Regions from separate parts of the Mus musculus genome. Here region 2 is linked to region 1. Evidence: chromatin contacts called from public Hi-C data. All regions are on one chromosome and are shown on one strand. The core of a region is the stretch at or near the end of the contact, and the rest is flanking DNA. Distances in the headings are between cores, read along the strand shown.

Evidence for each region. A called contact is a pair of places that touch in the nucleus more often than the background predicts.
Region 2: a Hi-C map of cerebral cortex shows a contact between it and region 1, with 2.6 times the contacts expected there. The contact joins the enhancer-like site here to the promoter of Galnt18 in region 1. A contact is called at or near these places in 1 of 39 promoter capture datasets (hippocampal neurons), 3 of 484 Hi-C or Micro-C datasets (cerebral cortex and ventral hippocampal neurons) and 1 of 115 datasets of contacts at active chromatin or transcription factors (embryonic stem cells).

The regions. Positions count from the first base shown.
Region 1 is chr7:111,777,444-111,782,903 of GRCm38.p6, forward strand. It overlaps Galnt18 (polypeptide N-acetylgalactosaminyltransferase 18), which reads right to left and starts at 2,534. Exons shown (of 11, transcript NM_001360903.1): 1 at 1,870-2,534. The coding sequence starts at 2,104.
Region 2 is chr7:111,893,839-111,899,298 of GRCm38.p6, forward strand. No RefSeq gene overlaps it. Among named protein-coding and RNA genes, the nearest start is that of Gm33204, 110 kb to the right of the region's middle. Within about 2 kb of position 2,628, at least 39 of the 459 cell types and tissues checked have an H3K27ac peak or open chromatin away from gene starts, as enhancers often do. A contact at or near this core is called in cerebral cortex, hippocampal neurons and ventral hippocampal neurons, where this site is marked.

The DNA of each region.
Region 1 (5,460 bases), core at 1,284-3,783:
AACACAGTCTGAGGAGGGTCCTTCCTTCTTTCTTTCTTTTTTAGAACATCTCTCCTCCAGTTGATCAGGTCAGCATTCGGAAGTGCTAAGGTCTTCCTGGTAGAAAAATTACAAGTGTTCTCTTTTATCCCCAACTTCCACGATGGTTTTTGTGTGGAGCCTTGTAAGTCATGTGGCATGGCCCACATTGAACATGAGAGGGCCTGCTCAGTGCTGAGCTCCTGAGTTCATGAAATCCTCGAAATGACTCCTGAAGCAGTCCCTTGCTTGCTTCTTTCCTGACTAGATAGAAAAGAACGGGAGAATCCTTTTGAACACATAGACACAGTGGATACATGACAGAAGATCTCTTAAAATCTGTGTGTACATTGGAGATGTCTGAGCAAGGTGCAGCCTTGAGTCCATCTCCCAGATCACATCAAGGGTGCACTTCTCTTGCTGACTAACGTTGAGTCTGACCCCAGGGATAGAAACCCAGTAAGAATGGCAGCAACAGGCACTATGGCACAGTTTGGTCTGTCAGGCTCAATGCAGGGATGAGACAGAGGTGGGTCTGAAGTAAGAGCTTCCAAAGGTCCCTCTTCTAGGGGCCCTCAAAGTCAAGTGCTTGCTTTGTCTGTGTCACCTTTCTGCCCTCAGCGGAACCTCCCCAGGGAAGGAGTCGATCTGGCCATGTGGGAAGCACACCAATTCAGAGTAGTCCTGAGTAAACAGAGCAGGCAGCCTGTAGCTCAGATGGCCTGCCAGGTTTACAGGTAAACTCGCTGGGCCCTATAGGTCAGAAGCCTCCCTGTCTAAGAAAGCAGGGGACACCTGGGGTGGACAGGGAGAATCCAGATTGCTATCACCTGTGAGCACACCTTACTCTAGGAGCCCCGAGCTCCATCCCTTCCCTCTGATACTCACACTGCCCGGGTCACAGCAGGAGACTTCTCTATATCCTACTGTCTCTTTGGACCCAGTCTGGAGACACCCACCCACTGCAGCCTTGGATTTCAGACCCAGCTCCTGTGGGTTTGTCTGCTCTGCTGTGGCTGCTTCCTGCTTCCGCAACTGAGGTAACTGTCCTGGCAGATTGGCCTTGCTAGAACCCGGAAGGCTCTGAAGTAAAGCCGCAGCCCAGCGTGGGTTTTCTCCATCCGAAACAGAAGAAACACCACCACAGTGGACTAAGCTGCTTCTTGGGTTTGACACCTGCTCCTTAGGGGAGGATCCTGGATAGGCAGGTGTGCTCTAGGTGGGGACAGTTTTCTACTTAAGATGCCCCCTGCAGTCCCAGTCCTACTGAGACTGACTGAGGCTGGAGCCAATACTGGGCCGATGTAATTTTCTACTCCGCATTTGTCTTGAAGCTTGCTGCTCCTTAAAACCCACAGTTAGAGTCATACAAGGCATTTCTCTTGTCCCTTACAAGCCCGGCAAATAAGCTCTTTTGCCCTCACATTCTCTCTTGGAAGCACAAACATCCAGTCAGACACACTCCCGGACTAGTGTGAGATCCTGCGATCCTGGAAAGGAGCACCCTGGAATCATACGCACGTTTGGACACGTGCACATCGCGTCCCCATACTGACAGCAAGCTACACACACACACACACAGACACACACACACACACACACACACACACACACACACACACACACACACCACCTGTGCACACGCGTACACAGGGAAGACTCACAGGGCGGCAGACACAAAAGATCCAGGACACCAGTCCTTGCAATCCCTCCAACCACGTAGCTGCCAACCTATAGCCCTCCCTGCAATCGCTGGTCTCCTACGCATTGGCCCCAGCGCATCCCACAAGCAGAACACACTGGGCACTCCCGGGCCTCGCGCCTGGCTCAAGTTTCTCAGGACGCCTGTACCTTGGATATGCTGTTTGATGACATTCTCCAAGTGGTCCAGCCGCTCGATAATTTTCAGGGTGTCCCCTTTATCTTCCTCCAGCTTCTTGTCGGGCACTGGCTCCTGCCCCCGCACATACACGCTGGCGATGTAGTTGGTGACCCAGCCCACGTACAGCAGGCATATGATGTTGGTCATGCCGCTTAGGATCACGCAAGTGGACACCAAAGTTTTGGTCTTCCTGGTACACACCATTCTGGGGTCCTTCCTCCATATAGAGCACCCGGGGCCCCTCCTCGCTGTACACCCCAAACTCCCCCGCGCTCAACCCCCTTGGCACGTCTGGGGTCTCTGGGTGCGCCAGCACCTAAGTCTCTCCAAAGGCGGGTCTCCTGGCAGTGTGAGCTGCGGCGCACAACTTTGCAGCTCCGGCCGCTGGCCACCCTGAGAAAGAGCTCCACAAAGAAAACGAGGTGGGTCTAGATTTTTGTTTTGGGCTTTTCCCCCGCAAATTCAAAATCCCCGAGCTTTTCCCTAGGCGGTCACGGGTGGCCGGCAGTGGCGAGACGAGACCTGCAGGGCTGGGAAACTTTGTCACTGCCAGGGCCCAGCCGCGTTGCTTTCCATCTCCAGTGCTGGCTGCCTGGGAGATGCCACCAGCCCTCCGCTCGCCGCTCAGGAGAACCGCGGCTGTGGCTGCGACCAGAGGAGCGAAGCAGAGCGGCCCGGCCCCCTCCGAGCGACAAGCGCCGCCACCAATCGCGCTCTGGCTCTGGAAAAGGGTCGGGACTGGGCGGCTGCGGACCAACGAGGAGGGGCCAGGGGGCGGAGCCCCGCCCCGCGCCCCACCTGCTGGCAGCAGGCTCCGGTCCGGACACAGCTGAGTCTCCCGCGCCCTCGGGCCACCCTAGGGCCTGCAGATCAGGAACCTCCAGTCCCCGCCCAGGCCGGCAGATTCCACCTCTAGAGTAATTCCCCGCTCGCGCTCCCGCTAAGAAGCCCAAGCTTTGGGGACCAAGATGCTCCTATACCCTCACCTTCCCCAACTGAGGGCATTCTGCTTTTCCACCTGAAAAAACGGACTCCTCGCCTCCATCTCCTTTTTGATAATGGAGACTCAAACCATACAAGTGGCTAGGCCTCATAATGTCCACACCTTATGCTTCTTGAGCCTTTACTCTGCCTCTCTCTGTTGGTCTCCCGGGTGTCACCAAATGCCTTCCGGAAATCTCTAGGAGAGGCATAGTGAATAGTGAGGGTGTCTCTGCAATCGTTGGTCACATCTATGCACTATGCAGCTCCCTGGACGAATTCATGCTCTGGGAGCCGTTACTGCTTATGGATATCACTACACCCCACGTCTAAGGAAGCCTTATACGCAGTATTGGGACAAGAGGATGCAATTCTCCATGACTTGTATAATTCCCACACATTCAGTGTTCATGGCTATCAAGTGGTCGACAGAGCCTTTCTGGAGAGAGGATGTAGAAACACACACACACACACACACACACACAGAGAGAGAGAGAGAGAGAGAGAGGCTCCTGGGTTTGATGCTCCTGTATGTGTTAGTTACATGAGCTTGAGCAAGGGTCAGAACACCATAAGAGACATTTCCCCCATCTATCAAATATCAACAATACCTTCCTGCTTATAAGTATTAAATGAGAGGATATACCAAAAGGGCTTAGGACAGGACACACAGTGGGTGCCCAGGCTCCTGTGGTTATCATTCCAGGATGCAGTTCCTCCCTTCCCGGGTCCAAGAACACCACCTGGCTGCTCAGCAAACCTTGATTTTTCTATTGACCACTCTCAGCTCTTCTCCCCTACTGGAAGCTACAGAGTCTAAGGCTGTGGGCAGCAAGAAGGAGCTTGTCCTCTAGCTGGCTTGGTTCCACCTCATTGGCTTTCTGCTTGAATGTCTTTCTTTACCATCAGCAATTCAGCCACAGGGGCTGATAGAAGGAATGCTGCTGGGCCTGATTGCCCCACATACCCTCAGATTCCAACTCAAGATCCCCAAAACCTTGGTTAGAAACAGGGGCATGGGAGGGGTTTGTGTAGGCATTTACTCACCACCCTCTGCAGAATTACAAGGTCAAAGGCCCCAGTATCTCTGCAAGCTCCCTTTATAAATGGTTCTTGAACATAGATTCTTATCTTTGGCCCTCAGTTCAATTGTATTCAACTCAACAGGAACTCAGCAAGTTCCTGACATTTTGTCTAAATGACCAGTTGCCTGGGACACTTGCCCAGTTTGCTCTAGACCTATGGCTGCGGTGTAGGCTTCAGTCTCATCGGGGGCCTCTTTTCTAAGCATGGAGAGCTGTTCAGTCCAAGGAGGTTCTCGACTTTCCACTTATGTCACTCGTCTAACCCCAAGCGTCTTCCCACTTTGCCATTTAATAAGTCCTGCCGGGAGCTTCACTATCAGGCCCCTTGATGTGCATCAGAACTGAAAAATTCCTCAGATAGTCGATGTGAGCCAACTGATGCCAAGTGGTCCTTGAAACTTATTCTGAGAATCTGAAGCTACTGTCTCCTTCCACTCCTACCACGAGAGGTGACATGAGGACTGAAAGTCCTGGTGGCTTTGTCCTGTATAAACTGAATGTTGTACACTGAAGAAGCTACTGTCCCCTTGATGTGACTTGAGAGCAGTCTTTGGTGGGGAAGGGAGGGGTATTTTGTTTTCTGAGACAGACTCTCACTATGTAGCTCCGACTAAGCTAGAACTCTCTATGTAAACAAGTAGACAAGTCTGGACTTGATCCTATAAAGACCCACCTGCCTCTGCCTCTGTAGTAGGATTAAAGACACTTCCTGCTATGACTCACCTTTTATAGAGGTTCTTATCCTCATGTCCAGAGACACCGCTATGCCATCAATGCTAAGCCTTCTTCAAAGTGTCTTTGGTATCACCATTAAGAAAAGTGAATCTTCGTTTGGCCATCAATCCCTTACATTCTCGGCAGGAATAGACTCCTCAGAGAGAACTGACAGTGGCCACATGTGTCCACCAGATGGCAGCACTGTGTAAAGCCATGGGGCCAGAAGTGCCAAGAGAACTTGGGGGCTTAACAGGAAAAATAAACCCTGGTAGTGGAAGGCTTTAGTCTTGGTCTGGCATTATGGGAAGTAGGGTGGCAGGCACTCAAGGGAATGGAGACTGGTGGGTTGCAAAGCAAAAGTGGATAATCCATTCAGAAACAAAAGTCGTAGACGCCCAAGATTTGATGTTAGGAAGCCACAGCCCAAAAATGTAATTGACAGAAAAAGCATTCTGCTGAGAAAGGTTTATTTGGTGCCTCCCTTGTGCCAGGGTTAAGATTTGGACTAGGGAGCCAGGCAAATGCTCTCATTTACTAGCTGTGGAGTCTTGGGCAAGCTAACTAACTACTTGGTGCCTCAAGTCCTTCCATCTGCAAATGGGATAATAGTAACGTTACCTACATCATGGAGATATTATGAAACTTTAATTTGTATGAGGGGCACTGATGGCATTATCTAAGTATTGATTGTTACTACTCTCTCTGAGTATCCAAATGTCTGGAAGATAAATGAGAGGAAAAAATGACAATCTCTTAGAGGCAGCTTTCCTCTGAGAA
Region 2 (5,460 bases), core at 1,378-3,877, 120 kb after region 1:
GAGGGATTACTTTCTTGCTTTTTCTAGGGCGTGATTTCCATCCTTGTATTGGTTTTTTTCTGTTATTATCCTTTGAAGGGCTGGATTAGTGGATAGATAGTGTGTGAATTTGGTTTTGTCTTGGAATACTTTGGTTTCTCCATCTATGGTAATTGAGAGTTTGGCAGGGTATAGTAGCCTGAGCTGGCATTTGTGTTCTCTTAGTGTCTGTATAACATCTGTCCAGGCTCTTCTGGCTTTCATAGTCTTTGGTGAAAAGTCTGGTGTAATTCTGATAGGCCTGCCTTTATATGTTACTTGACCTTTCTCCCTTACTGCTTTTAATATTCTATCTTTATTTAGTGCATTTGTTGTTCTGATTATTATGTGTCGGGAGGAATTTCTTTTCTGGTCCAGTCTATTTGGAGTTCTGTAGGCTTCTTGTATGATCATGGGCATGTCTTTCTTTAGGTTTGGGAAGTTTTCTTCTATAATTTTGTTGAAGATATTTGCTGGCCCTTTAAGTTGAAAATCTTCATTCTCATCAACTCCTATTATCCGTAGGTTTGGTCTTCTCATTGTGTCCTGGATTTCCTGGATGTTTTGAGTTAGGATCCTTTTGTGTTTTGTATTTTCTTTGATTGTTGTGCCGATGTTCTCTATGGAATCTTCTGCACCTGAGATTCTCTCTTCCACCTCTTGTATTCTGTTGCTGATGCTCGCATCTATGGTTCCAGATTTCTTTCCTAGGGTTTCTATCTCCAGCGTTGCCTCACTTTGGGTTTTCTTTATTGTGTCTACTTCCCTTTTTAGGTCTAGTAGGGTTTTGTTCATTTCCATCACCTGTTTGGATGTGTTTTCTTGTTTTTCTTTAAGGACTTCTACCTCTTTGGTTGTGTTTTCCTGTTTTTCTTTAAGGACTTGTAACTCTTTAGCAGTGTTCTCCTGTATTTCTTTAAGTGAGTTATTAAAGTCCTTCTTGATGTCCTCTACCATCATCATGAGATATGCTCTTAAATCCGGGTCTTGCTTTTCGGTTGTGTTGGGGTGCCCAGGACTATGTCTGACGGTGTGCTGCGTTCTGATGATGGCGAGTGGTCTTGATTCTGTTAGTAGGATTCTTATGTTTGCCTTTCGCCATCTGATATTCTCTGGAGCTAGTTGTTATAGTTGTCTCTGGTTAGAGCTTGTTCCTCAGGTGATTATGTTAGCCTCTATCAGCAGACCTGGGAGACTAGCTCTATCCTTAGTTTCAGTGGTCAGAGTACTCTCTGCAGGTAAGCTCTCCTCTTTCAGGGAAGGTGCCCAGATATCTGGTGTTCGAACCTGCCTCCTGGCAGAAGTTGTGTTCCACTCACCAGAGGTCTTAAGATCCAGTGGAGGGTCCCGTGAGGACCTTGGGGGTGTCCAGTAACTCCGCGCACAAGGAACTCCGCTGCTGGAGTGAACTGGAAGGGACTTGTGCCCCTGATCAGGCTGGGTTATCTGCTTCCTTAATTAATGCAGTCTCAGGTCCCTTGCGATTGGATTGGAGCAGGTTCTGTGTTCCACTCACCAGAGGTCTTAGGATCCCGTGGGGAATTCTGTGTGGTTCCTTGCAGGTGTCTGGAGACTCCGCGGGCAAGGCACCCTGGTGCTGGAGTGGGCCGGAAGGGACTTCTGCCCCTGGTCAGGCCGGGTTATCTGCTTCCCTAGTTAATGCAGTCTCAGGTCCTGTGTGATTGGATTGGAGCAGACGCTGTGTTCCACTCACCAGAGGTCTTAGGATCCCGTGGGGAATCTTGTGTGGTTCCTTGCAAGTGTCCCGATCTCTATTTTCAACTCACTTCCTCTGTATTCCCTGCCCTGCTCTCTCCTCACTTTCCTCAGCTCACATCACTACTATGGTGGTGAATCCATGGTACCAAACTGACTATAGGATGTCTATTTAGCCAGCGGTGCTCCTGGAAGAGAGCAGCATCTATATTGGGCAAGCAGATGGCCCTCTTCAATATGAGTAGACATCTTCCAATGCAGTAAGCCCCTACCTCCCAGAAGGGGAAGAGGAAGGTGAGTCCATTCTTTTCCCAACCACTTGGGCTGGGATCTGCATACCCTCGTACCCTCAGTTCCTCTTCTCAGATCTTTACAGCACAGCTTCTCTGGCTCTTCAGATATCCGGATTCATAGATGGCAGACTGTGGAACCTTTTCACCAATACCTCATAATAAACCAAATCTATCTAGCTCTATGAACAATCTATAGAATGTGTGTGTGCCAATATAATGTGTATACGTATCTCTGCATATCTCGGGTCATTCATTTCTATACGGACACATATGTACTTACCAACTCCTGCTTATCTCTCTCTTTAGAGAACTCTGATTAGCACAAAGGCTGAGGTATCACTGGAGGTTCTCGGGGATCAAAAGAAATAAAACAGAAAGGAGAGAGAAATGAGCGTTCATAAGAAAAGGAAGGGCTGGTATTCCCCCTCCTCTCTCTCACTTAAGTGTTCTTTCCCTGTGCCCAACCCCCTCCCAGCCCCCTCAGCATTCCTCAAGCAGGAACTGTCTACCACAGAGCTTTGCTTCAACACAGATTGCCAGGCTTCACAGCTGACAGGGTGGAGCCTGTGGATGGCTGCCAGGGTACTCCTCCGCTCATTACTCTTCTTGATGCAATTCATTTCCCTCTGATTGGACACAATTAGGATGCCAACAAATGGCTCGCCCAGCCCTGCTTGGCAGTTACATAACCACAAGCGTGTGTGTACTGCCCATCAGAAGCAAGTGAGCCTCTAATGAGGAGGGTTAATTACAAAGTGAGGGTCACCCCGGAACAGCCCCTTCTGTATTCCCATTCTGATCAGAGAGACCACACAACAAAAAGCTCTAGAATAATCTGCAGCACAGGGAACTTGCTGAGCCCTGTTTATGGCTGCACAGACAGGGAAAGGGCTACCTTCCTAAGTGTCATGTTTTTAATAACCTTCCAACACAGTCCCCCAAAGTTGCCTCAGAAGCACAGGCTTCATGCTCTTGACCAATTTCCTCTATTTTTTTCTCACTGACTGCCTGGAGCTTCATGTTCTTCTGTTTTCTGCTTCCACTTAGACTTATTCAATAGTATCTTCCAGTTTTCATTCAACTCTGAGAGGACTGTGTCCTGATGAACTCTCAACCACCATTTTTTTTCATTTTATATTTATTTATTCACTTTACATCCTGTCACTGCCCCTCCTCCTGGTCACCCATCCAACAATCCTCACCACCCTCTTCTAGCCCTCTGAGAGGGTAGAGTTTCCCCTGGGTATCCCCTGATGCTGGCACATCAATTGACCACCATTTTTCATGTTCTTGAAAGAAAGATCATCAGAGACACTCCATCCAAAAACACACCATTGGCTCCTGTCCAGGAATGCCTATGCTAACTTGGAATTTTCCTCTCATGTGTTTCTATAAAAACCTAGTGAAGATCAGCCTCTGTCTTTCCATACTGACTCTTAGTCCTGCTGCAGCCTGCCTGCAAGAGCTTCACCTCCCACTCCTCTTTCATTCCCAGGGAACTCTACCTCTTTCTTCAGACACAGGGTCTCCCAAGCTCTTTTCTGCGGACCCTCTCAGTCTCTCCTTCTAGGCCATCTCCATTCCTTAGTGTCAGCCACTGACCCATGGAAACATTTTCTACCAGGTACCCCCAGTGACCATCCTGAGCTCAGACTCAGCCTTTCCTCCTAGCTCATCTCCATTTCTTTGTGACACCCACCCAATTGCAGAAGCACTCTCTACCAGGAACTCTACAGCTTGCCTACAATCTAAAGTGGACAACCAAAGAACAGAGCACCCACCCAACAAAGGCAAGAGGATACAAGGAACAAATAATCCAAGAGCAGTAAATCTAAAGGGAGGACAGCTATACCACCACAACAAAGTAAGAGGATACAAGGAACAAATAATCCAAGAGCAGTAAATCTAAAGAGAGGACAGCTATACTACCACAACAAAGTAATAGGACTCAGTCAACATTACTCATTAATAACTATCAACATTAATGGTCTCAGTTCCTCAATAAAAAGAAAGACTAACAGAATGGACTAAAAAATGGGATACATCTTTTTGATGCATCCAAGAAACAAACCTTACCATCAAGGATAGACATTACCTCACAATAAAAGAATGGGAAAAAGTATTGCAAGCAAATAATCTAAAAAACAAGGAGGAGTAACAATTCCAAATTTGACAAAATAGACATCAAGCAAAAATTAATCAGAAGAGATGGAGAAGAACACTACATACTTATCAAAGGAAAAATTCACAAAATTCCAATTTTAGCTATCTATGCACCAAATACAAGGGCACCCAAGTTCATAAAAGATACACTACTATAGCTAAAATCATATTGACCTTTACACGGCGATAGTGGTGACTTCAGTACCTCACTATCACTGACAGACAGTCACCAAGACAAAAACTAAACAGAGAAATACTGTAGCAAAATAACAACATAAGTCAAATGGACCTTGTATGGACATATCATACCCATGATAGGGTAGAATCTATAGAACATTCTACCCTATCATGAGTATGCCTCATTCTCAGCAGCTCATGGAACTTTCCTCCAAATTCACCACATATTAGGCCACAAAGCAAGTGTCAACAGATACAAGAAAGAAAGATGAGTGACATTCTGCATCCTTTCTGACCACCCTGTATTAAAGCTGGATATCAATAACAGCAAAATCAGCAGAAAGTATACAAGCTCATGGAAATTGAACAACTCACTATTGAATAAAGATGTGGTCAAGACAGAAATCAAGAAGGAAATTAAAAACATTTTAGAATTGAATGGGACTAAAAGCACAGCATATCTAACCTATGAGTGCAGTGAAGCAGTTCTAAGAGGCAAGATCGTGGCACCAAATACCTACATTAAAAAACAAAAGAGAGACTGAAGAGATCTCATATTAGTAACTTAATGAAAAAACTGAAAATTCTAGAACAAGAAGAAATAACACACAAAAGTTGACAAGAGGAAATAAGCAACATGAAGGCTGAAGTCAGTGAGATAAAAACAACAGATCAATAAAACAAAGAGTTGATTTTTAAAAAACAAACATTGACAAACATTTAGGCAAGACAACCAAAAGATGGAGAGAAAAGATTCAAATTAATTAAATTGCAGATGAAAGGGGAAACATTACATCAGACACTAAGGAAGCTCAAAGATTGATAAGGACATACTTTAAAATTTGTACTCCAAAAAATTGGAAAACCTAATATATACATACATACATATGTATGTATGTATATATACACATACATATATATATCATACCAAATATTATATATATATCATACAAAAATCAAGATAAATTAAGAAACTTAACAGACTCATACTCCCAAGTAAGACAAAAACAGTTTTAAATTTCCCAATCAAAAACAGTCCAGGACCATAATCAGTACAAAATTCTATCAAAACTTCAGTGAAGATCTTGTTGAT